4 separate regions of the Rattus norvegicus genome follow, and regions 2, 3 and 4 are each linked to region 1. The links are chromatin contacts, called in public Hi-C maps. All regions are on one chromosome and are shown on one strand. The core of a region is the stretch at or near the end of the contact, and the rest is flanking DNA. Distances in the headings are between cores, read along the strand shown. Region 1 holds the start of Pak4 (p21 (RAC1) activated kinase 4). Region 2 holds the start of Plekhg2 (pleckstrin homology and RhoGEF domain containing G2). Region 3 holds the start of Paf1 (PAF1 homolog, Paf1/RNA polymerase II complex component). Region 4 holds the start of Gmfg (glia maturation factor, gamma).

Region 1 (6,511 bases), core at 1,317-3,816:
CACCTGTATTCCCAACGCTGGGGATGTGGGAACAGGAAGATCAGCAGTTCAAGGTCATCCTTGGCTACATAGTGAGTTCCAGGCAGCATGAGGCTGGGTTGTGTGAGACTTTGTCAAAAATAAAACAAAACAAAACAAACAACAAATAACAAACAAAAACAAAACGCCAACCCAAGCAAACATACATTTCCTTTGGCCTATCAGTCTGTAGTAATGTATTCAAAGGAAGTAATTATTTAGCTGCTTGGATTTTTTTTTTTTTTTGGATGATGGTTTCTAAAAGCAAAATATGTATCACGGTACAGAAACTCAATTAGAAAAATGTGGCTAAGCAAATTAGAGTAAATTACTAGGATGGCTTCCGAGGCAGCCCCCAAATTAATCTTCTTGAAGAATATTTATTGATATCAAGAGTCATGATGATGTATATAGTCTTAATTTTAAAAGTATTTTCTGGGGTTGGAGAAATGGCTCAGTGCTTAGGAGCACTGGCTGCTCTGTCAGAGGCCCTTTTCTGGCCTCTGAGAACATACACACACACACTCACGCACATGTGTGAGGGGACCCACATATAGAGATGGGGGAATATTTTTTTAAACATTTATTATTCTGTGGTTGGGGGATTTTTTTTTAAATTATTTATTCTTCTTTCATACATTACATTCCAACTGCAGTTTCCCCTCCCTCCACTCCTCCCAGTTCCCCCATAAATCTTTTTTTTTTATTTTTTATTTATTTATTATATATGAGTACACTGCAGCTGTCTTCAGACACACCAGAAGAGGGCATCAGATCCCATTACAGATGGTTGTGAGCCACCATGTGGTTGCTGGGATTTGAACTCAGGACCTTTGGAAGAGCAGTCGGTGCTCTTAACCGCTGAGCCATCTCTCCAGCCCCATAAATCTTTTTTTTAAAAGATATACTATTCGGACCATTCTACCAGGCATGGTAATGTAATCCCAATGGTAAAAGACTCAGTGCATCGGAGGCCCTGAGTTCAACCAGAAATAAAATGGAGAGAGAGATGGGGGTGTGGGGAGCGGGAGAAAAGGTGAACAGAGACCTGAACAGCAGCCCTTCATCCACGGTTTGCACGTTAACAAAACGCTTGCTATGTGCCTGGCAGTGTGCGGGTGCGAGCAGAGGCAATGAGCATCTAAGTGAATCTTTAGAGGGTGGAATTACGCTTTATTCAGCTATCCCTCTTATAAATATGTACTGAGCACTTACATACCAATAATATCAAGGCCCTGGCCACCAGCAAAAACAGAGAGTTCAAGGTCAGGCTGGGCTACATAGTGAGACCCAGTCTCAGGAAACCAAAACCAGTCAGCCAAACAAAACCCACAGTCAGCAAAGGGAAATAAGCAAAAGCTGGCAAAGGGTTTAGTGGCACAAGGTAGGATGCTTTGTCTCTTAGAGAACATGATGTTTGAGAAAAACCCAAAGGAACACTGAGAGTCAGGAGGAGGCTTAAAGAAGAGAATCTTCCAGACAGAAGAAAAAGCCAACGAAAAGAACCAGAGAAAGCCTGTTTGGGACAAACCTGTTATTTCAGTCTCCCAAGGGGCTCAGCTGGGGAAAGCATTTGCCTAGAATTCCCTAGGGCTGGGGACTTACCTAGTACTGCTTGCCTGTTGTGTATAAAGCCTTAAGTTCAGTGTCTAATACCCAAATAAACAAATAAAACCCTTAAAAACCTCAAGATGAGAAAGCATTTTTAAATTTTTCAGTAAGACTTAGTAAAGCCAGAGGTGCAAGGGTGTATTAGTTTATGGGTTTCCTTTCCTCTGTGTTTTCCATTTTTGATTAATTTGAAAACATTTAATTACATTTATTTCTTTATTTTACGTCTATGGCTCTCTGGTGGAGGCTAGAGATCAACTTGTGGGGAATCAGTACTACCGTGGGTCCAGGAGATAGAACTTGTCAGTCTTGGCGGCAAGCACCTTTTACTCACTGACACATCTCCCACACAGGTGACTGGTTTAAAAAAAAAAAAAGCACATTTAAAAGATTAAGATCAAGTAGTGTCAGATTTCCAGACTCGGACAGCACTTCATTCAAAACTCGTTACTTGGCTTCCAGAAATCATAAACCAACTAGCGTTCTATTAGCCTGTTTCTTTACCTGTAAAATGGGGTGTTAAAACAACAGGATTGTGGCACCTAGTTTATACCGGAACTAGTCGCGTGCTAATAATAAATACTTAAGAACTGTTTCTGGCCTTTATGTTCTCATATTCCACTTTCTTACTTCTTTGGGAACTCGTGGGAATCTGTGCCACGGGAAAGCCGTTCTTTCCCCTTTAAGAGGCGGAGTGGGCGGGGAATCAACGTCCCCCGCACCTTTTCCAAACTTTCCAATCTCTGCTCGTCATTCTCCTCCTAGAGGTCTCCGATTGGACAACCCACACCAATCAGCAGCTTCGGGGAACCCTGCCGGCGCATCGCCCCTCCCCCAGCAGGCCCCTCCCATCGCCCGGTCAACTCCGTTACCATGGGTACTAGTGGGCGGCGAGGAGTAGGGGAGGCCCCGGATGTTCGTTAGAGATTCAACATGGCGGCGGCAGTAGCCGCGGCGGCGGCGGCTCGAGACAGCTGAGGGCGGTACGCGGGCGCAGAGTTCTGGGCCCGGCAGCTAGGCCGCGAGCGACCGCGGCGCCAAGCCGGTAGGTGAGGGGGTTACGGTGCAAGACGCTTGTGGTTGGGGGCGGGTGGATCTGGGCACGCGCTGTGGGAGAGCGGTTATTCGTAAGGGGGCGGGGCCGGTGGGGTCAAAGTTCACTCTTGGAGGAAAGGGTCGCGTGGAAAAGGGTCGCGGGTCAGAAATGAGGAAAGGGGAGGGAACTGTCGCGATCAGAGGTTAGGCCCACGGAGGGGGCGTGGCTGGGTTCGAAATCAATGCAAAGTTTGAAATACTAAGTGGGGGCGCGTAGGAGTGGTTCGGAACCGGTCTCATGAAAGGGGGTAACTCAAAGTAACTTAAAGAAGAGGGTGTGTCTGTAAGGGTCGGAGGTCATAACCAAGAGAAGTGGGCGGCGACCTGGTTGAAGATTTAAAAGGCTCAACCCGAGGAGGAGGTGAATGAGTTTTAGGTTTGGGGGTGTCTGAGACAGCATGTAGGTAGAAGGTACAAAGATAAAAATCTGACGGGTGTAGATGGTCTGGGAGGGTCCAAATCTAAAAACTCAAGTGAGGCGCGTGCAATGGGAGGGGAACCAGGATATCTAACAGAGTCGTCAAAAGTGCGTTCTGGTGGCAGAGTTGAAGGAGCCCCTTCCCACAAATAATGAAGGCCACACACCATGAAACACTGATGATAGGCTGGGCTAGCCTCTCAGTCAAAGCTCTGCTTATGTACTAATTTAGCACTCAGTACAACATCACGGGAGCCAAAGCTGTTATTAAGAAGCTAAGTGATTTGCCCCAGGTCAGCTAATGAGTAAGGTGAGCAGCTGGGGTTCTAGCTCCGGAGCTCTGTCCCAGAGTGATTCTGTAGCTGCTGCCTTTCAAAAACTCTTGGTGCTAGTTAATGTTTAACGAGAGAGCGCACCGTGTGTGCCTGGTCTTGTTTCGTCCTTTATCTTGTGAGATGGGTGAGTTGGGTGTTAGAGAACACCCCTGTTTCCCACATAGAAAAAGTAACGCCAAGAAAGCTTTGTTTAGAGGCAGGAGCTTTGGTCAGCTACCTGCCACAGTGTCCACTTTCCAGGAGGTCTGTTCCTGGAAGCCACTCCCTGGGTAGGAACAGTGTTTAGCCTCCTTGGAAGGGTGTGACCTGGGAGGGGAGGTTCCACTAGGCCTATGGGAGTGGCATGTTGGTGGGTGGCCCAGAGTCCAGTGAGCCTCTGATCGGGTGGGTGTGACCTTAGGAGTTCTCTATTCCTGACACCACAAGCTCTCCCTGTGGTCTTCAGTGGCTCCCAAACACTTCAGTTTGAGGCTTGGTCCTCCTTCCAGAGCTTTGACCTATCAGCCATCTTTCCGCTTCGATCATTCATGCTTAGCCAGCCCTGGGCAGCTCTTGGCTTGGCTTTCTTTCTCCCTCTATTGGAGAGCCCATTCTGCCTTTTCCTGGTTCTTGAGGCCATACGCACTCCTGCTGGTTTCTGGGTGTTTCTGGAGTACCAGCTGGTTGCAGAATGTCTGTGGGGACCATTAGGCATTGTGCTGGGTCCTCAGATACTGTAGCAAGGGGACAGGAGGCACATAGCCCTACCCTCAGTGCCTGCTTGTCTCTCCTATAGGAGCATGCTGAGACCAGACCTCAGCCAGCAACACTGAGCCTAAATGGAGCTGGGACAAGGAGAGTGCCCATATGCTGGGTCTGTCCTGAGGTTCCTGTCCTTGGAAAGTCCCTCAAGGAAGCTCTGAAAGATGAGTAGGAGGGACAGGAAGGGACACAAGGTCAAAAAGAGCAATGTGTGCATAGGTCCTGGCCTACTAGTGGTTCAGCCTGGGAAGAGCCACTTATAGTGAGTGCCTCAGTTTCCTCCTTTGTAAAGTGGACCTAATAAGAGTGCTGGGTATAGAAGGCCTGGCCTGAAACCTGGCATACAGTAGGCACTGGACAGCCTGGCGTACTGTGGAAGCACTGGTCTTATCGCTGGCTCCCAACTTTCCCCACCCCCGCCTGCCCCTGACAGTGTCGGAGAGCTGGCATGCAGCCAGCACCAGATCTGTGAGGTCACCCAAATTCCTAGCCTCGTGGTGCCAGCTTGGCACAGATAAGGAGAGATGGGGGTTGTGCCATTGGAGACTCAGATTCAGGCCCCTACTTTGTCTTTGGATCCTGAGCAAGTGTTTTGATATTGACTAATTTCGTCCTTTGTGTGCTGTGGTAGGCTATCGAGAAAAGCAGAGCTTTCAGTGTTAGGGAATGCCCAGCCATCCCTGTCAGATGACAGGAGTGCAGCCAGGGATGCCATCCACCCATTACCCACTCAGTCCTAGCTTCCCTGAGGAACTGGATCAGCAAAGCCACCTGTACTACCTAGAGGACAGCAGGCTAGTAGATGACAGTCCCACATTAACACCACTGACCCGCCCATTCCACGGCTCATGTCCACTGCTGTTTCACAGTGCCCAGTGTCACCTGAGCATGTCCCAGTGTTCTGCACCCACAGGCCTTGGATGGTCACTTGATTTCTGTGCTATTCAGATTTCTTGTGATTGGTCACATAGGAGTCATCACGCTTTGGTGGCCATGTGGTCAATTCCTTGCTGAGCTGTCACTGCGCTGTGATGACTATTCTAGAATGTTTCCATGTGGGCCATGGCCACAGTATGTCTTGACTTACACCTTGTAGTGGAGCTCACACTGGGCCCTGATGCTGGGGGATTGCTCTCCTAGAGGTTGTGCTGTGCTTCCCAGCAGCGACCAGAGGTGCTTTCATTGTCCCACCTGCTGTGAGTGTGTGGCTCTGGCTAGAATGACTTCCTTTGCATAGACATCATAGGCTGTCCCACTACTCCGGGAAGTGGACACCCAGGAAACGGCTTTTGTGACTACTTTAGCCTGATGTCTATCTAGCAGGCTTCCGGACTTTGGCTGTTACTCTCTAGGACATGTAACATTGGCCACAGCTTTGACCACTCTGCCGTTGGAACACCTTCCAGGATAGACATTTGAGAAAAGGCCTGACTGGGTAGGGTGTGTCTGTTTACACTCTGCCTGTGTGCTTGTTGGTTGCACTGCTAACAGAGCCTGTCAGATTTGTCCCTGGATGGTGACACCCAGATAGGTCGGAGGAGGAGGTTCAGGCAGTGGGGAGAGGGCTTTCTTGAGCAAGGGATGTCTGATTGAGAGAGAACGAACCAGGACTTCAAAGAATGGAAAGGTGAAACAGGTGGTGGGTACTGAAAACGTACAGACCCTGGGCCCAGGCAAGCTTGGGGCAGTCGCAGGCTTCAGAGTAGCTAATGCGGCTAAGCAGACAGTGGTGTTGGGGACCAGGAGTGTGGCCAGCGCTGCCAAGCTAGGACAGGTGAGGAGTGTGGCTTTTAGTTTCATTGCAGGGAGGACTTGGCTGACATTGTTTTCCCTTTATAAAGCTTGCTTAGACTGACTGGGGTTGTGACTCAGTTTCTAGAATGCTTACCTTGAATGGCAAGGCCCTGGGTTCCATCCTAGGATCCAGGCCTGATGGTGCATGCCTTTAACCCAGGAGGTGGGATCAGAGGGACCAGAGCAGGAGACCCTGTCTCAAAACAATACGTCACCACAAAGCCAAGACAGCCCAGGCTGCTATCAAGGAGCTAGATTATAGGGGAGGCAGCAAGGATGATGCTACAAGAGGGAAAGGCAGTGATGGAGGGAGGGTCCTGTCTGAATTCTTCCCCCATATTAGCTCACATGACCTTTGCAACAGTTTTTAGTCATGAGAAAACAGACCCAGAAAGAGAGACTTGTCTAAGGTACCTAGCATGCAAGTAACAGGGGGAAGCAAGATTTGAACCCTGGCTTGGGGCTCCAAAATCCCTGTTCCTCCTGACAGCCTTCAGTG
Region 2 (6,511 bases), core at 1,486-3,985, 220 kb after region 1:
GTTTTTTAAGATGGTCTCCCTGTATGGTAGTCCTTCCTGCTAGGCCCTTTGCTTCCTCCCTTAACAGTATACCCGTAACCTGTGTGTCTTTCACTCCATTCTACTGACCTTTGGTCTCCTCTCGCAGGAAACTGCCTCCCTTGTGAGAAAGAGCTCAGGCCCTGGTATGTAGAACAGGGTTGGGAGAGGGGAACAGAAACCCAGAAGTCCCCGAGGCACCAGGTAGGTAGAGGTAAGCAGCACTGGACATTGAGAGGAAGAAATGGATGGGCACTAGAAGAAAGGGATACACAGCTACCACCCCTGGCACTGGTCCCCTCAGAAAGTTTCTTGTTCTTTTGAGGAAGTAGCAAAGTACAGAGTACTTGTTCAACATCTGCCAAACCCTGGTGTATGACCTCTCCAGTCCTGGACAGATGGCTCAGAGGTTGAGAATGAACCTGCTTCTTTTGCAAAGGATCCACATGACGGCTGACAACTCCAATTCCAGAGGATCCAGAGCCCTCTCCTGGCCTCTGGACACTAGGCATGCTATGACACGAGCCCCTTAGACCTGCTTTAAAGACACAGCCAAGTCTACAAATCACTCCAGCTTCTAGGGCCCTCTCATCAAAAGCCCACTTGCTAGTACCCAGTTCTAAAAGTACCTATTCTCTCGTTCCTCCCTGTAGTCAGTTGCTCTGGGAAACTTGTTAGGACACTAGAGTTCAAAATCCTCACTACTGGGCTGGAGAGATGGCTCAGTGGTTAAGAGCACTGACTGCTCTTCCAGAGGTCCTGAGTTCAAATCCCAGCAACCACATGGTGGCTCACAACCATCTGTAATGGGGTCTGATGCCCTCTTCTGGTGTGTCTGAAGACAGCTACAGTGTATATAATAAATAAATAAATCTTTAAAAAAAAAAATCAACAGACGCACACACACACATACACACACACGAGTCCATCCTGCCCCTGCCCCACAACCCCTCCCCTGCTCACTCCTCTCATCTGCTCCACTAACACACCCATCTTCAGCTTTAGAGTGTTATCTGGAACATCTCCCCGTGTTCCCATGGCTCCGTCCTCTCCTCCAGGTGTCTGTTCAAAGTAGATCTCTCCTGGGGCTGGAGAGATAGATCAGCAGTTAAGAACACTGGCTGCTCTGGTTTGATTCCCTGCACCACAAGGTTCCTAACCCTCTGCAACCGCAGTTCCAGGGGACCTGCCGCCCTCCTTCAGTCTCTTTGGGCACCAGCATGCACGTGGTGCAGAGACACACTTGGGAGCCAAACACCCCATATACATAAAATAAAAACTAAGATCCCCAGCCATGATGATCTTCATCTACCTGCTCTGTATTTATCAGTACCTAATCTAAAGATATACTTACACTCCCAGATGGTGACAGAACCAGGAGTTTAGGCCAGTCTGGGTAACATAGTGAACGTCAAATTTAAAAATGTACTTAATTTGTAGACTTTTAGCAATCAGACTCCCTGGTTAAAAGGTCAAGTCCTTGGGCTTGGGGAGTTAGCTCAGTGGTAGAGCGCTTGCCTAGAAAGCGCAAGGCCCTGGGTTTGGTCCCCAGCTCCGAAAAAAAGAAAGAAAGAAAAAAGGTCAAGTCCTCAGAGACAGAAGGAACGGTACCTAGTGAATGTTCAGTGTATGTATTGAAAAAAAATTGGTTAAGAAACCTCAAGAAGGGGGTTGGGGATTTAGCTCAGTGGTAGAGCGCTTGCCTAGGAAGCGCAAGGCCCTGGGTTCGGTCCCCAGCTCCGGAAAAAAAAAAAAAAAAAAAAAAAAAAAGAAACCTCAAGAAGAAAAATATACAAAAAGAGCCTGTTGTAACCATCCATCCATCCATCCCTAGGATCTGAGATTGAGGTTCCATTTGACGCTCAGGCCATTTTAATGAGAGACGTTATTGCCCCCTGGCGACCAGAATAGAAACTGCAACTTTGGTACTGTTCCACCAAACATTGCAAAAAATTCACAAGGAAATGTTCATTCTTCAAAAATTCTGTAGTTGTAGTGACGCACGCCTTTAATCCCAGTACTCGGGAGGCAGAGGCAGGCGCATCTCTGTGAGTTCGAGGCCAGCCTGGTCTAACATAGTGACTTCCTGACCAGCGAGAGTTACATGGTGAGACCCTGTCTCAAACAAGCCAAACCGTTTGATTGAATTTTGATGAAAATGTCTAAACTGATGAGAGAACACAAAAATAGCAGGGTAGATATAGGGGGGGGAAAAAAGGAAGTGCTCCAGGTGAGGATCGAACTCACAACCTCGGCATCGCTTCGCCTAGCACTGACATATAAGTACCGCGCGCTAACCGATTGCGCCACTGGAGCTCCGGCCGCACCCTCGCGCCACAAAGTCCTTCAGTCAGTTGTAGTCGCGCGACTTTGTTGAATGGTTCGGCATAACATTGCATATGCAAATATAAAGCCCGCCGACCGACCAATAAGAACGAGAGAGTGAGATTATTCCAGATTCTCACGCCTCTTGGGCCTTGCTGTAAAAGGTAAAAAGTCCTCGGGGCTCTAGACTCTTGGAATGTGGGCGGTGACTTGCTGTTGGGCCCGCCCGCAGTTTGCGATTATTCCGAGTAGGGGGCGAGGATTTTTTTTAAAGCCTTTGCGGGAGGGCGTGCCGGAAGGCAGCCCCTCCCCCCAGCGGGCGGGAACAGGATGTGAGCCGCAGCGGCGGCCGCCCCCCACCCCACATCTGGGACCCGACTCTCCCCGCCCCAGATACGGCGCCGCCCCCAGAGCCCCAGGACACTCATTCGGGAGCCCGAGGCGTCCATAGTGTCGGACCCAGGCGTCCGGGACCTCTGTCCCGCGTCTTAAGAGACCCGCAAGTCCTGGCTCCCGTGCAGAGTCCGGGACCTGATGCCCAGCGCCCCCTTCTGGAGGAGGCGGGGGCTCGGGAAGTCAGCCCCGAGGCTGGAGGCCGGTCCCGCGCCCGGCTTCGAAGACCGTAGGATTTGTGGCCGTGCATCCCTGCCATGGGGTCCCAACTCTGAGTCCGAGACCCCCTCCTGGAGCCACTTGGGGACAGGATCTCGCGCCTCGACTTAGGGCTGCAACATCCATCACCTCCAGGAGACCGAGAGTTAGCCAGTCCTTGCGGTCCCTCCCGGAGGTGACTTCATCCCAGCCCCTCGGGTTCTGGAAACTCTGGAGTCCCGGTGCCCCCCGACAACACACAGCCCTACCTAGAAGACTGAGGAATTTGGGTCCCCAGCGCCCTGTTCTGAGACTCGAGTAGAGGGTTGCAGCATCTTCTAATTAGAACACCAAGACTTCGGACTCCGGATCCCAACTCTCCCCGGATTCTGGAGTCCAAGAACCCCAAGTTCACGACCTTAAGCCTGGGTTGTGAGCCTCCCCCGGGACCGCGCGTTACCGTGCAGACGCGCGGGACTCCCGACCTCAAGGCCCGTGGCTCCCCCGGAGGTGAGGGGAGCGAGGGGCCCGGGGCTGGGGGAGGGGGCGGCGCCGAAGCGGAACAATGAGGGGGCGTGCCGGCGGGGGGTAGTGGAGGCGCCGGCTGGAGTTAGGGGCTGCAACTGCACAGGGAAGGATCCAACAGTGGGGACCGCGGTTGGGGCGCCGAGGGACTGGCTGGAGCTGGGTGGAGGACTCGGGGCCAGCGCCCCAGCGCGCCGTCCTGGGCGGGGTAAGGAACCGTCTGTAGGACCCTGGCATCCGGTCCCCCAGCCTCCGCCCTCCCCTGGGACCCCGCGGCCTCTCCCGCCCACGGTTTTTCCCAGCCCTGCCCCTCGCCCTCGGCTTCAGCCCGAGCCTGAGAGTTCCCAGGATCCCTGAGCCTTGGGAAGGGGGGGTGCCCAGACAGATGGGACTTGCAGAGTCAGGCACTTTTGCTGTCTTCGTTCTTTGTCTCAACCTTTTCCCATCTTTAGCTTGTCTTCTCAGCCCCTTCTTTCTGTCACTTTGTATCTTCTTGGAGCCCCCCCTTAGGATTTAGATCAACTTCCAATAATCTATCTGTGAGTTGGAGCGGCCTGGAGACCAGTGAAGTCTAGTTCCCAAGAAGTGGGTCTCTTTGTAGGTCCGAGTTGTGCCCCTCAGCCATGCCAGAGGGAGCCCGGGGACTCAGCCTGTCCAAACCCAGCCTTAGGCTCGGGTGTGGTCACCAAGGTGAAGTTTGCGACTGCGCAGCTGTGAGTGATACTCCAACAGGTGAGCGGCCCAGACAGGTGGAGCCTGTGGGCATTTGTCCCTTCCCTCAGGACAATGAGCATCCCTCTGTGGCTCACCTAGTGCTGAGCATGGCCAAGAAAGCCCAGCCCTGTCACCACGGAGGAGACTACTAAGCTGAGAAGTCAGGAAAAAGGAGTTGGACACAAAGAAGAATTCTGCATGCAGGGAACAGTATGTGCAAAGGCCCACTGCTGCACCTTTAAATAATTGGACAAAGTTGAGTGTGAAGGGGTGGGGGCTGTTAGAGAGGTGTGGAAAGGGAACTAGGTGAGGGGATTAGATGGGGCTGTGTGGATCTGAGGAGTTTGGACTTGAACGTAAAGGTCCTGTGCTTATGGGAGTGACAAGGTCAGTTGGACAGATTCATAGTGATAGCTGTGTGGTTGATGAAGGAGGTGAAAAAGCAGTGGAGATCTAAGCCCCAGAGAGGAAAGTACCCTGATAGGTACAGGATCAGACTGGACAAATTAATAGTAGAGCAGAGACCTGTGGGAACTGGTAGCCAAGTGGGGGTGACTATGGGATCCATAAGACTGTGTCTGGGAAACCCTAACCACTTGCTCCCTACCTCAGCAGCTCCCGCAGCCCCCAACATGGCTTCTCCAAGGGGCTCTGGCAGCTCCACCTCTTTGAGCACCGTGGGCTCTGAGGGGGACCCATCTCCAGCTTGCTCAGCCTCCAAGCCAGAGCCCCTGCCAGAGCCCCCCATACGCCTGCACCTGTCGCCAGTGGGGATCCAGGGGTCAGTGAAACTGTCCATGCTGGAACGAGTGGCCAGGGAGATTGTGGAGACAGAGCGGGCATATGTCCGGGACCTTCGCAGCATCGTGGAGGTGAGGTGGGCAGGCACCTGAAGACAGTGGCAACCCAGGCCAGGCCCTTGGCCTCTGTAACCCCTGTCATTCCCATAGGATTACCTGGGCCCTCTGATGGATGGCAGGGCCCTAGGGCTGAACGTGGAGCAGGTGGGCACTCTGTTTGCAAACATCGAGGACATCTATGAGTTTAGCAGGTAAGGGGCAGGGTGGGCACTGCCAGGGGACTGTGGCTGCTATGCCAGGGGAGGGACTGTGTCCTAACACTAGCCTGAGTGCCTCTTAGTAGCCTTGTGTAGGCTGGCATGTGAGGTGTAATATTGGGCATGATGGGGACAGTGAGGACTCAAGATGGGAAGAAGGATAGAACTTACAGGAACCATGTTAGGTTCTCAGACCTTGAGTCCTGTGGGGTCTGAGCATCCAGTCCCAGATTTACCACAGCAGTTTCATGGGCCTAGGACACCCTCAGCTCTGAACAAACCTAGTTGGTTGCTTGCCCTAGTGAAGAAGCCACTAGGGCCCAAGTGTAGCCTCTCACAATCCCAAGAGAATCTTTTTTCACGGGGAATGGGGGTTTCAAGACATGGTTTCTCTATGTAGCCCTGGCTGGCCTCGAACTCAGAGATCTGCCTGCCTCTGCCTCCTGTGCGCCGGGATCAAAAGTGTGCGCCACCACTGCCCCGCAAAAAAGAAGCTTTTGTGATTTGTATTATTATTTGAGGTAAACAGGGCCTCATAGAACTAGGCCGGCTTGGAACTTGCTAGGTTGCTGAAGACGACATTGACTCAGTCCCCTGCCTTTATTTCCCTCCCAAGTGCTAGAATTACCCGCATGCACAACCACACCTACGGTCTCCTGGTGTGGTTCAAGCTGGCCTCGAAATTGAGATCTTGGGTTGGGGATTTAGCTCAGTGGTAGAACACTTGCCTAGGAAGCGCAAGGCCCTGGGTTTGGTCCCCAGCTCCGGAAAAAAAGAACCAAAAAAAAAAAAAAAAAAAAGAAAGAAAAGGTGTCTTTAAGGGGCTGGGGATTTAGCTCAGTGGTAGAGCGCTTACCTAGGAAGCGCAAGGCCCTGGGTTCGGTCCCCAGCTCCGGAAAAAAAAAAAAAAAAGAAATTGAGATCTTCCTGCCTCAGCATCCAGAGCTGTGTCTTCAGTTTCTCTCTTCCGTTGTTGTTGTTGTTGTTGTTGTAAGACTAGAATCTCACTCAGTAGCCCACACTGGTATTGAACCCTCCATCCCACTTGCTTGCCTCCCAAGTAGCTGAGGTTACAAGATAGTGCCACCACTCCCTGGCTTACAACATAGTCTAAGATGTCTAAGATGCCGGGCATCACCAACACCCCCCCCCCCCCGTCCCAGGCCTGTGGTGTCACTCCCTAGGTCATGGCATGCCAGCCACGACGGGGTTAGCAGGTTGAATAATACGAATCCGGGCAAAGACAGTGGGCTGAGGCTGCTTCCTACCTGTCTGTCGCTC
Region 3 (6,511 bases), core at 2,107-4,606, 210 kb after region 1:
CAGCCCATTGGTTATAGAGGAGTAAAGGAAACATACTTCTGAATTCTAAAGCCTCACTAACCCTAACCCTAACCCACTTACACATCATCTGGTGCATAGTCCATCTCTTCCTCTTGGTCCCGCTTTCGTTTTTTTAGTGTCTCTTCCACAGGCAGAAAATAAGCCACAAACTGGTTCCCTTCCTCATCCATCATGCCCCTGGTTTGGGGGAAAAGAGAGTAAAGGTCAAAAGCAAAGTAACAAAGCTGGGTGTGGTGACACATGCCTGTACATTCAACATTCCAGAGATTGAGGCAAGAGGAATGCAAGGAGCCTAGAGGTCAGCCTGGGCAACGGAACCATAACCTATGTCAAAAACACAAATACAGGAGAGGCAACAAGGAGCACATCAAGATAGAAAACGGGGCTGGGGATTTAGCTCAGTGGTAGAGCGCTTGCCTAGGAAGCGCAAGGCCCTGGGTTCAGTCCCCAGCTCCGGAAAAAAAGAACAACAACAACAAAAAAAGATAGAAAACAGGACCGCTGACCTGATCATGGCCTGAGACATCATCTCTAATGCAGCTGCTCCACTTGTGTCCTTGGGGGCTGGGTCTGAATCAAAAATGACCTGAGCACATGGGTTGATCCACATCTGGGAAATAGAAAGATACTAAAGTTAGTAAGGACTGGACAGGCACAAGTGGCTGCCCCTGCCTCCCACCCTGAGTCTGACCTTAAAGTCTGGGAAGACAGGCATGACCTCCACTGGTGTCACTCGGGGCTTGCTGTAATGCTGGGAGATCTGATAGAAGAAAAAGGGTGAGAAGAGGAAGAACCTGAGCCATACTTCTGCCTCTATTCTAGTCCCCCAATTACCGATTTCTGGGCATCTTCAAAAGTCTTCTCAATGGCTGTGATCTGGCTGTCCCTGTCTTTGTATATTTCTTCCTCTGTGAACTGCTGTTTCACAGAAACCCCAATCCTAGCAGTGAAGAAGATAACATTAAGGGCCTCTGGACATTGCTAAAATCTTGCCCTTCCCACCCGTTACTTACTTGACCTCAGGCTTCTCATTGGAGATGCCATATCTGTTGAACTCAGTGGAAATATACTCTGTCTTACGCATCCACGGCACCACCTTCGCATGCTGCTGGGATCTGGAGAGGAAAACCAGGCACCTCAGGGTCCCATGCTTGGTAAAGTCCACCCAGTACCTATGGGGACCACCTCACCTCTTGGAGCTGGTGGGAGCCTGAATCTCCTCTTCCAAAAGCTTTTCATCAGCCGGATCCAGAAGAACTAGGGGATGAGGAGCAGGAGGACCATGAGGAATACCCAGGCCTGGCCTTTGCTAGGCTAGAGCAGACCCTCCCTGTCTCCCCACACACCATTGGGATCAATGCGGTAGGTGTCAGGGTTGATGAGATCGATGGTGACCCCCAGATCTGGTTCAGTCAGGAGGTCATGTTTATGCTGTTTCTCCAAGGAGGTTGCTTTGTACTGAACAAACCTGGGTGGGAAAACATACCTGTTATAGCTTTATGATCCACCCTCACATCCCAACATGCTTCCTTCCTAGATGTTAAGCTTCTATGGAGAGGGAGTGTAAGTGTCCAGTATTGGCAGCTTCTGAGTAAGAAGGGTTTTGCATGCTGCTTTCTCTATTAGTAGTTACTGAGCACTTCCTATGTGCCAATCATAGGCAGGAAGAGGCAATGAAATAAGCAGTCCTTGCTTTCAATGAACTATTTTTAATAGCTTATCCACTGAGTTTGGTCATACCTGTTCTGGTCGAAGGGGTAGGTGATGAATTTGGGGTCAAATGGGATGTCAGGAAGGCTGTTGCAGTACTTGACTCGGCAGACCACTCCAGACCTAAGAAAACAGTAGCTCAGAACTACGTCTCGCAGGCCTACAGAGAGGACTTCAGCAGTTAAGGAGGAGTACTTATCCTGCAGAGGACCCAAGTTTGGTTCCTAGCACCCATATCAGGCTGCTACACCTGTAACATCAGATCCAGGGGGACCTGACAACTGAGGCCTCTGCAGGCAGCTACACAAACATGCACATACTTACACATCTAATTAAAAATAATATAAGTGGCTGAAGTTAGTGGCACAGGCCTTTAATCCCTGCACTTGAGAGGCAAGCAGATCACTTGAGAATTTAAGCTAGTGATGGTTTACATAGTGAGTTCCAAACCAGTCAGGGATACAAAGTGAAACTCTTGTCTCAAAAGGAATAATAATGCCTGGCTGTGGTGGCACACACCTTTGGAAGGCAGAGGCAGGTGGATCTCTGTGAGTTTGAGGCCAGCCTGGTCTACAGACAGGGCTACACAGAGGAAACCCTGTCTTGAAAAATCAAAAGAGTAGTACAAATTATAAAAACAGCCTCGGGCTGACAAGATGGCTCAGCAGGTAAAAGCATCAGCTATCAAGCCTGAGGAACTGAGTTTAATATCTCAGACCTATACCTATACGGTAGAAGGAAAAAAATGACTTGTCTTTAGACTGGCACACACAGCTTTAACTATACACACAAAAACAACCGAGGCCTGTTCTGCCAGGCAACATAGGACTGCACTCCTAGCACCCAGGAGGCTGAGAGGTACAAAGACAGCAAGCTTGAGGTCAGACTGGGCCACTTTATGAGATTCTCAAGAGCACAACGACCCCCAACCGCCTCCCCGAAATGCGTTCGTGTCCCACCCGTCCTGGAAAGCGTAGCTGGGAGCTTACCTCTCAGGCAAGGTCCGGTGGGAATTGGGCCTGGTTTCAGGAAGGAGAGAGAGTGATGTCAAGAGTTTGACATGTGAGTGGAAAGAAAGGTCCCCGAATTTCTGTGGGAGTGATGCTTTAGTGCATGAAGCCAGATGCTCAATACCCTAAGGAGGCGGTCCAGAAGCTTAACTGAAGGGTACTGAGGACTAGGTCCCTCCCCCAAGGTGGAATTCCAAAATTGTATAGCAGGGGACCAGGAAGCGACCGCAGAGGCCCAGAGGGGAGCACTGTGCGACATCGCGGGCTGACCTGAGGGAACCAGTGACGTCGTAAGCAACCCCTCTCGGCCTAGTCCCAAGCTTGCAGGTCACACACTGAAATAGCAAGTGACAGGAGACATACCTATGGCCATCTTCCCGCTGTGCCTGGGTCTGGATGGTGGGCGCCATCGCGACCAGGCGACGGTGGCGCGGACGGCGTCCAAGCTGGCCGCGGGCGGACGCTGAGGGGCGTGCCGACTTTGAGAGACGCCGGATCTGCGGACAAGACGCAGGCTCTGCGGAGAAAGGCGGGATGAAGTGGGCCGGGGAGAAAGGCTCGGGTGTGACTCAAGTTAAAGCGTGGACGGCGTCGGACACGGACTCGCAGCTCCCGCTTCGACTACTACCAAGACGCTGAAGACTGGACAGGTCGCTTCTGGCCGCAAGGCCTTCAGGGAAATAGAGTGCGGTCAGTCCCTCACAGCGATTGGTGAACTGTGGGTGAAGGGGCGGGGCTGTAGGAGACCGCCTCTAATGATTGGTGAAAAGATATTCCAGTCAAGCCCTCGGATTTGGGAGGGCGGAGAAAAAAAAAAACGCATATCCTCTCTTCCCATTGGCTGACTCGTCGGTAAAGCAACGCTAACTAGGAAAGGAGGCCAGCCAACTTTAGAGGCAGAAGAGCCACCGGAGCAGACGCGCTTGTGACGTGTTTCCGGTGTTCTAGCGGAGGAAAATGGCTGCGCCCCAGCCACAGGCTGCGGCGGTTTCCTCTGCTGCCGGTGTGTCTGGTCCGGGTTCTGCTGGTGGTCCTGGTCCCCAGCAACAGCCGCAACCAACCCAACTGGTGGGTGCTGCCCAGAGCGGGCTCCTGCAGCAGCAGCAGCAGGACTTCGATCCTGTGCAGCGCTACAAGATGCTCATCCCGCAATTGAAGGAGAGTCTCCAGGTGATGGGCCACAGGGAGAAAGGGGCTGGCGGGCTGGCTCCGGGAAGGTGCGCCGAGGGGCTTTTTGTTGAAGGAGAGACCGTAGACCCAGAAGAGAAGTAAGACTAGCTGTGTGTGTGCATGTTTGTGTCTAACTAAAGCGAAGCTCTGGGAGCTGTAGTGGTGGCACGTTCTTAAACCCAGCGCTCGGACAGCAGATGAGAACGATCTTTGAGTTCGAGGCCAACCTGGTCTACCGAGTTCTAGGCCTACCGGGGTCTACATAATGAATCCCTGTGGAGAGAAAGGAAATGAGAATGAATGAGGATTTTAGCCGGGTATGGTAGTGCACGCCTTTAATTCCAGCCTTTGGGAGGCAAAGGAAGGTGGATCTTTTGAGTTCCAGGACAGCTTGGTCTACAGAGTGTGAGTTCCAAAACACCCGGGGCTACACAGAGAAACCCTGTCTCGAAAAACTGGATTGGGGGGGGGGGGGCAGAAACAGAAACAGTTCTGGTTGTTAAATTCCGTGCAGAGGTCAGGCCTAAGTGTCATTTCTACCGGTGATGACTGGGTGAAGGGTATGTCCAGAAAGTTATTGGTGAGAGTGCCAAACAAGAACAGGCTTATGGGAAAATATGAGGAGAAATTGCTATAGGGATGGTAGTGAGCTTTAGTCTCCATTATCAGAATGGAGGTGTCAACTGAAAAGGCCTGTGAATCTCAAAAAAGACTATTGATCCTGTCTGTGTGCCTTCATCTCCTGTGTCTTACTTTTCTCTCTCGATGACCTTTTAAAACTAGACTTTGATGAAAGTTGCTGCCCAGAACCTGATTCAGAACACTAACATTGACAACGGACAGTGAGTGAACCACCTCTTCTCTACCTCAACCATAGAAACCCCTCCCCCACTGCCCCACTCCCTCCTTTTTAAGCCCTGTGTGGATCCCCTGGGCCTGGCCTTACTATCTTGGTGGTCACTTGATTAGATATCTACATACAGGTCCTAGTGTTTCAGATTCAAAGTCACTTCACTCCTCAAACAGTTTTCTCCCTGGCTGTAGGAAAAGCAGTGACGGACCCATACAGCGCTTTGACAAGTGTCTGGAGGAGTTTTACGCACTCTGTGATCAGCTGGAACTCTGCTTGGTGAGGAACTCCCTAAAGACCTTGTGACAAAGCTCCCCTTTGCTCACCACAAGAACAGTTTGATGTAGTACCACTCAGTAGCCCAATCTCTGCCGACACTGGATATGTAAACCAAACAGCCCGCCATATTCTGAGTGTACTGAGGTCACAGGCATGCACCACCATGTCCCACTTTAGTCAGCCAGCCACTCGTTGGTTACTTCCTCTGAGCCAGACATGTGCTTCAACTGCGGCTGGGGGTAAAATCTATCCTGATTCTCACCCTCAAAGAGCTTCTAGTTCAGCGAGTGACAGATACAAGACCAAAGAGGGACAGCTCAGTAGTCAAGGCTGTGATGACACAGCCTGGGCCAGAGTGGTCAAGCTCTGTAAGGTGAGGAAGCCCAGGGGCTTGTGAAAGGCCAGCATAGGGAGTGACTCACAGAAGGTTGCTGGTGGAACATGGAATTCCACCTGACAATCTGTCCTGAACAGCAGCAAGGACAGGGCCTGAGAGCAAGGGAACCTGTGCATGGTTGCTAGGGACTGGCACGAGCTTGAAGCTGTGCCCTCAGCTGGTTGGGGTACGAACACCCAGGAGACTTGAGTGAGCGGGCCGGGAAGCAGACATGATAAAGCATGAGCCAGGACCATGAGATGTGGGCAGCAACACTGAGGTGGTAGTGTAGTTGGAAAAGTTTGATTCCTAATACCCACACTACAGAGTTGGGCATGGAAATGCATCCCTACAGTCCCTGTGCTGGGGAGGTGGGGATAATTGGGTGTTTGAGGCTCGGGAGCCAGCCCAGCTTCATTGGCTAGCTCCAGGTCCTAGTGAAAGATCTATCTTACAAAGCAAGGGGGTGAGGTAGGTAGGGCAAGTCTTGGGGAATAACGTACAGACTGACCTTTGGCCATACACCCTGCACCATACACAAAAATTCCCTTAAGCGAGCAAACCTGCTGGTATAGATAGTCCTGTCATCCCACTGCTTAAGAGGCTGAAGCAGGAAGGTCCAAGTTCAAGACCTATCTGGGTGGCTAGGTGAGATCTTGCTTTAAAAGGAAGAACTGGGCATGTTGGTTCCAGTTTGCACTCTTAACTTGAGAGGCCGATGCAGGAGGACTACCATGAGTTCCAGGCTAGCCTGGGCTAGGAGCACTGGGGCTAAGAGAACTGGGGATTTAGTTGAATGGTAGAGTTTATCTTAACACAAATCTGTAAATTCAGTCCCCAGTACACATTCAGTCACTTCCCTTTAGGCATGTTAGTAGTTGGCTGAGGTGTGGTGGGCTGGGTCTTACTAGACTGGATATAACCCGAGTGCCAGAATGCTGGAGGGTTGGAAGTGAGGAAGGTTTTGTTTTGTTTTGTTTTGTTTTGTTTTGTTTTGCGGAAATGAGGTGCATGTTAAGAATGCCTGAGACTGGGCTGGAGAGATGGCTCAGTGGTTAAGAGCACTGACTGCTCTTCCAGAGGTCTTGAGTTCAA
Region 4 (6,511 bases), core at 2,527-5,026, 160 kb after region 1:
CTCGAACACACTCACAGACTTACACTTACAAACATACACATCATATACACACACTCAACACACACACACACACACACACAACAATTACACACACACACACACTGCTCCTCAGAATCTAAGACCCTTTCCTCACCCACGGGGCTGGAGAAGATGAAACACAAAGGGTAGGACACCCTGCCGTCGTCATGCACGTACTTATAGCTATAGACCACGAACCTATGGAAGAGAAAGAGAATTCACACTCAGGACCTGAGAAGCTGCGCCATCGATGCTCTCTGAGTTCACATCCTTGAATCTGGGGCTAGGACCCCCGACTTCCCTCTCCCAATAATGGGACCTGAGTGCTGGCTCAGCAGTTGCATGCTGGGAACTGGTGCCTGACCCAGGAACTGGAACTGCATGTGAGCCAAGGTGCTAAGCACCACAGTCTGACCAATTGGATTTCATAGAAAGACAAACTTAAGATAAAACGCTAAACAAAATCAGAATTGAACCCGTACTCCCGGGGGCGAGGCCCCCTTCTGGGCCCTGGCTCTTTGCAGTTGCCAAAAGTTCCTGAGCTGGGGAATGAGGTCCAAAAGCTGAGAGATCCCAAAAGAAATGAGTCAAGATGAAAGATAAGGACGACCAGCTTGAGTCAGGCAGAGGGGCCGCAGCCTCTTATACCCAGAAGGCTAGAACAGGAGGGTGGAATCAGACGACCAGGAGGGGTAGAGGCAAAACAATCGGGAATCCAGGGCTGACCTTGGCTGTGTATTGAGTTCAGAGCCAACCTGGTACACAGGAGACTGTGTTTCAAAGAAACAAGAGGAGCTGGAGAGATGGCTCTGTGACAGAGTCCTTTTTTGTTCTTATGTAGGGCTACAGAGCAGTTTCCCAGGACCCAGTGTCAGCTGGCTCACATACACACATGCACATACTTGGACACAGACATACACGTGAATCATACATTAAAGCCTCTTTTACAAGGTGGAGTGCTGGAAGAGATGTTTCAGCAGTTAAGAACAACCGTTGCTCTCACAGAGCACTGCGTTCAGTTCCCTGCACCCACAAAGTTGGTCACAATGCTCTGAGACTCCAGTTCTAGGGGATCCACAGCCCCCTTTAGGCCTCTAAGGACAGACATGCACGGAAACACGCATACTCAGAAATTTAAAAATAAAAACTTTTTTGAGACATGGGGCTCACTATCTAGTCCTGGTTGCCCTGGAACTGTCTTTGCAGACCAGGCTGGCCTTGAACTCACAGAGATCCACCTGCCTCTGCCTCCCAAGTGCTGGTATTAAAGGTACATGCTACCGCTACCTGACCTTAATTTTTTTTAAAATACCCTCCTGATTTGTTTACCCCTTAAAAAATTAGTAGTATAAGGGCTGGAAAGATGGGTCAGTTTTTTAAAGCACTTGGCTGCTCTTGCAGAGGACCTAGGTTCCATTCCCAAGACCCATATGGTAGCTTAATACTCCAGTTAGGAGATCCTATGATATCTTCTGACATCTGCTGGCACTAAGCATATATGAGCTCTGCAGTCATAACTGCAGGCAAAATAGTCATGTACATAAAACAACTAAATAGATCTTCAACATACTAGTGAGAAATTCTGCAATAAAAGAATACTAGAACAACAAAGTCTAGGCTCTGACTTCTTGGCTTCAAACTCAGAGATCCTGAGCTCATAAACACAACTAGAGCCCAACAGTCCCCCAATTTATAGTAGGTCTATCACCCCCTACCCATAGTCCCACACTCTATCCCTTCCCCACATATACCTGGGCTGTCTCTCTGGCAACTCCAACTTAAGTTCCTCTGGGGAAACATTCTGAGACAGACAGAGAGAGAGAGAGAGAGAGAGAGAGAGAGCAAACAAATGATTGTCATTCAATTCATTAAATGATTACTTAAAATGTGCGGAGACATTGATCTAAGAAGCGCATGTGGATTCATTGAGATGTCTCAGAATCCTGCAGGAAGGTCTTATTATGCCCACTTAACAGCTACAGAAACTGAGGCCCAGTAGTGTCAAGGGGCTTGCCCCACATTGCACAAGACAGTAAATGCCAGAGTTCCGATTTGTGTCTGTGTTCCCATGGTAACCACTCTACTATACTTCCTTTTAGGGGGCCTAAGGGAGCCTAGCTCTTCCTGGTCAATACCCTTCTCTGCCAAACAGCCTTAGCTCCAGAAGGAAGGAAGGAAGGCTGTTGCAGAGGGCAAGGCCACAGTGGGAGGTTTATCCAGTTATATGGGGTTGCTAGTGGCTTTGGGCTACCTTATCTAAAATGAAACCCCCCCCTTTTTTTTTTAAACTCTAGGGCCTTGCTCAACAGGGAAGAGCTCTGTTCAGTTGTCTCCCCAACCTTTTCTTTTTAATTTAACTCCCATGCTGGCTAGTTTATGTCAACTTGACACAAGAGTCATCTGAGGGGAGGGAACCTCAATTGAGAATTGCCTCCATTAGATCAGATGTAGGCAAAGCCTACCGGGCACTTTCTTTGGTGATATGGGCCCACGCCTGGGTACTGTAAGAAAGCAGGTTGACCACACCATGAGAAACCAGCGAGCAGAACCCTTGCATAACCTCTGCATCAGCTCCTGCCTCCAAGTGTCAGCCAACTTTGAGATCCTGTCCTGACTTTCCCCGGTGGACTGTGATTCAGGCTATGTAAGCCAAAGAAACCCTTTTCTTCCCAGCTTGTTTTGGTCATGGTGTTTTATCACAACGATAGTAACCCTGACTAAAACACCTGGCTTTTTTTGCAGAAATAAGGCCTGGAACTTACTATGTAGACCAGGTTGGCCCCTCTTGAGTTCAGGCATTAAAAGCCAGTGCCAGCACACCCAGTCTTTATTTGGCTTTTTGATACAGGGTCTCTTGTAGTCCAGGCTGGCCTCCAACTAACACTATAACCAAGAATGACCTTGAATCCTGGTCCCTCTCTCTCCGCCCCTAGAGGGCCAGCATTACAGGCATGTGTCACTGTGCCCTGTTTATGAGGTACCTGGAACCAACCCTGGGAGCACTCTTACCAACTTTGTCCCCAGACCTCCCCCTGTATTTAGGGGATCAAGCATCCCAGCCCCTCACCTGGAATTCGTCTTCTAGCACCACCATCTGCCGGTCTTTGTCCACTTTCACTGGGGAGGGATAGAACACAGGTTACAGACCCTCCCCATCCCAAGGGATACCAGCCCAGCTTTCCCTGCCTTGTCCCCCCCTCCCCCCAGCACGACCCTTCACAGGGCAGAGGTCACTGACTTATGATGGCGGCATTGTTGGTCTCTTTTCGGAAACGGAATTTCCTCAGTGTTTCCTTTAGCTCCGGGTCCACGTCACACACCACCAGGGAGTCGGACTGCCAACGGGACAGGGGGGTGCTGAGCTGGCTTAGCCTCTAACCTGGCCCCTTTCCTGATTCAGCATTTCCATAAGTCAAAGAAGAAGCTGAAGGTAGCCCATATGAAAGGCCTTTAGCAAAGGCCTCAGAGGGTCGAGGGTTGTGGGGGGAGCAGTAACCAAGACACACAGTTCAGCCCCGAGGTATGCACAGAGTCCGGTGGGGACTCTTGGATTACTCCAGAAGACCCAAGGATCTGCTCGCCTGGGGCCAAACCACCACCTCTATGACCCCGCTTTGCCTCAGCTGGGTCCCTTCCCTCCCTGCCTGTGACCTTCATCCCCCAGCTGACCTCCATTCAGGTACCCTCTTTGTTCCAGGTCACCCTAAACCTCAGCCCCCTCACCCTTCCGTGTCACCCAGGCCCTCTGACCATGTTTTTTCTGTCCTCAGGCCTCTTCTCAGTTCCTCTGTCTTCTAGGGGTGGGGGCCCGGGCTGTGAAAGGGGGAAGCTTTCATCTAACACCACATCCTGTTTATGCCTAGCCTAGGACAACTGTCACAAAGGGCTCCTCCCCTTCCTTCCTTCCCTGCATCTGTCAGAGGCTTCAGTCACCCCTAAGATGGGGGTTCGAATACTGCCTCACTGTGCCCTAGATAAATCATGTCTTTGGTCTGGGATTGCTGTAAAGAGAAAATAGCATCGACTATCTCCCAGGTTGAAAGGGATACCTAATAAAGAGTAAATAAGCCTGGTGTTGTGGAACACACGTTTATTTTTTATTTTCCTGATTTTTCAAGACAGGGTTTTTCTGTGTAGGTCCTCTCTTGTAGACCAGGCTGGCCTTGAACTCAAAGATCAGCCTGTCTCTGCCTCCCAAGTGCTGGGATTAAAGTTTGTCACCACCCACTGCTAAATTCAACTATTTTATCAACTCCATCTCCCAGGTCCTACTGCCCCTAGAGCAGTGACAGGCTACATCGGGAAAGCCTGTCTCAAAATTAATAAATGCTACAATGGAAATGGTGGCCTATTATTAGAGATGTTTTTGTGCACTGCGTGAAGATGAATCTCTGTCCTTCCTTGCCTGCCTAAGGCACCTTCTGATTGGTTAAAATGAAAAGCCTGTGGCCTATGGCAAAAGGCAGACTAGCAAGGTGGGACAGAGAGAGGAACTCTGGGAAAGGATCAGGCGTGGGAGATGTGGAGGAAGTGGACTGTATGAAACTGAGGAGAGGTAACCAGCCACATGGCGGAACTTAGATTAGGATAAATGGAATAACTGAGTTACAGGCTAGCTGGGAACAAGCCTAGCTTAAGGCCAAAAGCTATTAAATAACTATAAAGATTTCCATGTTGTTTGGGAGCAAGGGCAGGCATAGAAAAGGCCCAGTTACAGCACATTTTATATAGATACACACACATACACACACATATACATATAATGTTTATATATATATACACCTATATACTATTATATATGTGTACATATATTATAATATGTTATATAATTTTAAGTATATAATTAAATATGTTTAATTAAATGTATACAATTTAAATCCAAATTCTAATGTTTATTAATTATATAACATAATTTTTTTTTTTTTTGGTTCTTTTTTTCGGAGCTGGGGACCGAACCCAGGGCCTTGCGCTTCCTAAGCAATCGCTCTACCATTGAGCTAAATCCCCAACCCCATAACATAATTTTATATATCTCGTCCAGCAGTCAGTATTGCTACAAGTCTGAGGCCAATCTAGTTGACCACAGTGAACTCCAGGCAAGCCAGAGTCACACAGAGACAATGCATACCAAAAGACCAAAATATGGCCCGTGAGATGGCTCAGAAGGTAAAGGCACTTCCCATGAAGCCTGAAAAATTGAATTTCATTCCTTGGACCCACACAAGGAAGGAGAGAACTGATTCCCACAAATTGTCTTCTGGCCTCCACCGGTGGGATGGGGCATGTTCCTGCATACACAAACATAAACAAATGAACTGCAATCTAATAAAAAATGGAAAAGCTAAGAGCAGACGCTAGCACGGCACAGCGATGCAGTCTGTCATTCCAACCCTGGGGAGGCAGAAGTGCAAGGCATCCTGAGCTACACAGTTCAGATTCTTGTCAGAAACAAAACAGCCGCCCCTTTAATTTCAGAATTTGGCAGGTAAAGACAGGAGATCAAGAGCTAAGGACAACCTTGTCTACATAGCAAATTTGAGATCAACCTGGACTACAGTGAAGCCAGCCTGGGCATACATAAGATCCTGTCTCAACAAAACAAAACAAACAAAACAAAACAAAACAAAAAACATCATCAAAAAACAGGGGGTTCGGGCTGGAGAGATGGCTCAGCGGTTAAAAGCACTGACTGCTCTTCCAGAGGTCCTGAGTTCAATTCCCAGCAACCACATGGTGGCTCACAACCATCTGTAAAGAGAACCGATGCCCTCTTCTGGTGTATCTGAAGACAGCTACAGTGTACTTATATATAATAAATAAATAAATCTTAAACCAAAAACAAACAAACAACAACAAAAAAAAAAAACCAGGGGGTTCCAGAGATGTTCACCCATCTAAGACCAGTTAAGAGTACTGGCAGCTGGGAAGTGGCGGTACACACCTTTCATCCCACCACCCTGAAGGCAGAGACAGGCAGATCTTCGAGTGTGAGGTCAGTCTGGTCTATCCAGTGAGTTCCGGGCTCGCCATGGCTATACAGAAAAACCCTTCTCAAACAAAACAAAACAAAAACAAAAACAAACAAACACAAACTCTAGGAAATCTGATAAAATAAACAAGCATTGAGGGGTGGTGTGTAGCTCAGTGAAAGACATGGCCGTCTCCCCCAGATCACTGAGGACCCCCTCCTCCAGTTGACATGGACCGAGGGATCAGCCAAGTCCCCTCCCTCCCACATCCATTCGGAGGCCTGGCCCTACTATGCACTGAGCCTCCGTCCCCACCCCAGCAGGGTAACACACACACACACACACACACACACACACACACACACACACACACACACTAGCATGCAAAGGGCCTGGCCTCTTGATCTCATGTGTGTCCCACACAAATACTCGAATGTTCATATTGTTCCCCTTCCCTTGAAATAATTCCTAGACAATGCGACCTACTTATGTGCATAAATTAAAAAAAATCAATTCATAAACCC

What was found. Hi-C and Micro-C count contacts between places; a contact is called where the count stands out from the background.
Region 2: a contact with region 1 is called in a Hi-C map of the A7r5 cell line, with 2.8 times the contacts expected there. The contact joins the promoter of Plekhg2 here to the promoter of Pak4 in region 1. A contact is called at or near these places in 3 of 12 Hi-C or Micro-C datasets (the A7r5 cell line, liver and mammary epithelial cells).
Region 3: a contact with region 1 is called in a Hi-C map of the A7r5 cell line, with 4 times the contacts expected there. The contact joins the promoter of Paf1 here to the promoter of Pak4 in region 1. A contact is called at or near these places in 2 of 12 Hi-C or Micro-C datasets (the A7r5 cell line and frontal cortex).
Region 4: a Hi-C map of the A7r5 cell line shows a contact between it and region 1, with 6 times the contacts expected there. The contact joins the promoter of Gmfg here to the promoter of Pak4 in region 1. A contact is called at or near these places in 12 of 12 Hi-C or Micro-C datasets (the A7r5 cell line, the Rat2 cell line, Schwann cells and 7 more) and 1 of 1 datasets of contacts at active chromatin or transcription factors (oligodendrocytes).

Annotation. Positions count from the first base shown.
Region 1 is chr1:93,012,776-93,019,286 of GRCr8, reverse strand. It overlaps Pak4 (p21 (RAC1) activated kinase 4), which reads left to right and starts at 2,566. Exons shown (of 10, transcript NM_001106238.1): 1 at 2,566-2,674.
Region 2 is chr1:92,788,834-92,795,344 of GRCr8, reverse strand. It overlaps Plekhg2 (pleckstrin homology and RhoGEF domain containing G2), which reads left to right and starts at 2,735. Exons shown (of 19, transcript NM_001415791.1): 1 at 2,735-3,444; 2 at 4,061-4,191; 3 at 4,786-5,045; 4 at 5,124-5,224. The coding sequence starts at 4,083. It overlaps Trnai-uau1 (transfer RNA isoleucine (anticodon UAU) 1), which reads right to left and starts at 2,334; the gene lies at 2,241-2,334.
Region 3 is chr1:92,808,042-92,814,552 of GRCr8, reverse strand. It overlaps Paf1 (PAF1 homolog, Paf1/RNA polymerase II complex component), which reads right to left and starts at 3,356. Exons shown (of 14, transcript NM_001024898.1): 1 at 3,105-3,356; 2 at 2,721-2,750; 3 at 1,762-1,854; 4 at 1,368-1,489; 5 at 1,212-1,278; 6 at 1,035-1,136; 7 at 856-961; 8 at 713-781; 9 at 528-631; 10 at 82-198. The coding sequence starts at 3,151. It overlaps Med29 (mediator complex subunit 29), which reads left to right and starts at 3,645. Exons shown (of 4, transcript NM_001106237.1): 1 at 3,645-3,911; 2 at 4,695-4,753; 3 at 4,956-5,040. The coding sequence starts at 3,699.
Region 4 is chr1:92,858,579-92,865,089 of GRCr8, reverse strand. Gmfg (glia maturation factor, gamma) reads right to left here and starts at 3,776. Exons shown (of 7, transcript NM_181091.2): 1 at 3,769-3,776; 2 at 3,257-3,353; 3 at 3,086-3,135; 4 at 1,770-1,819; 5 at 134-216. The coding sequence starts at 3,771.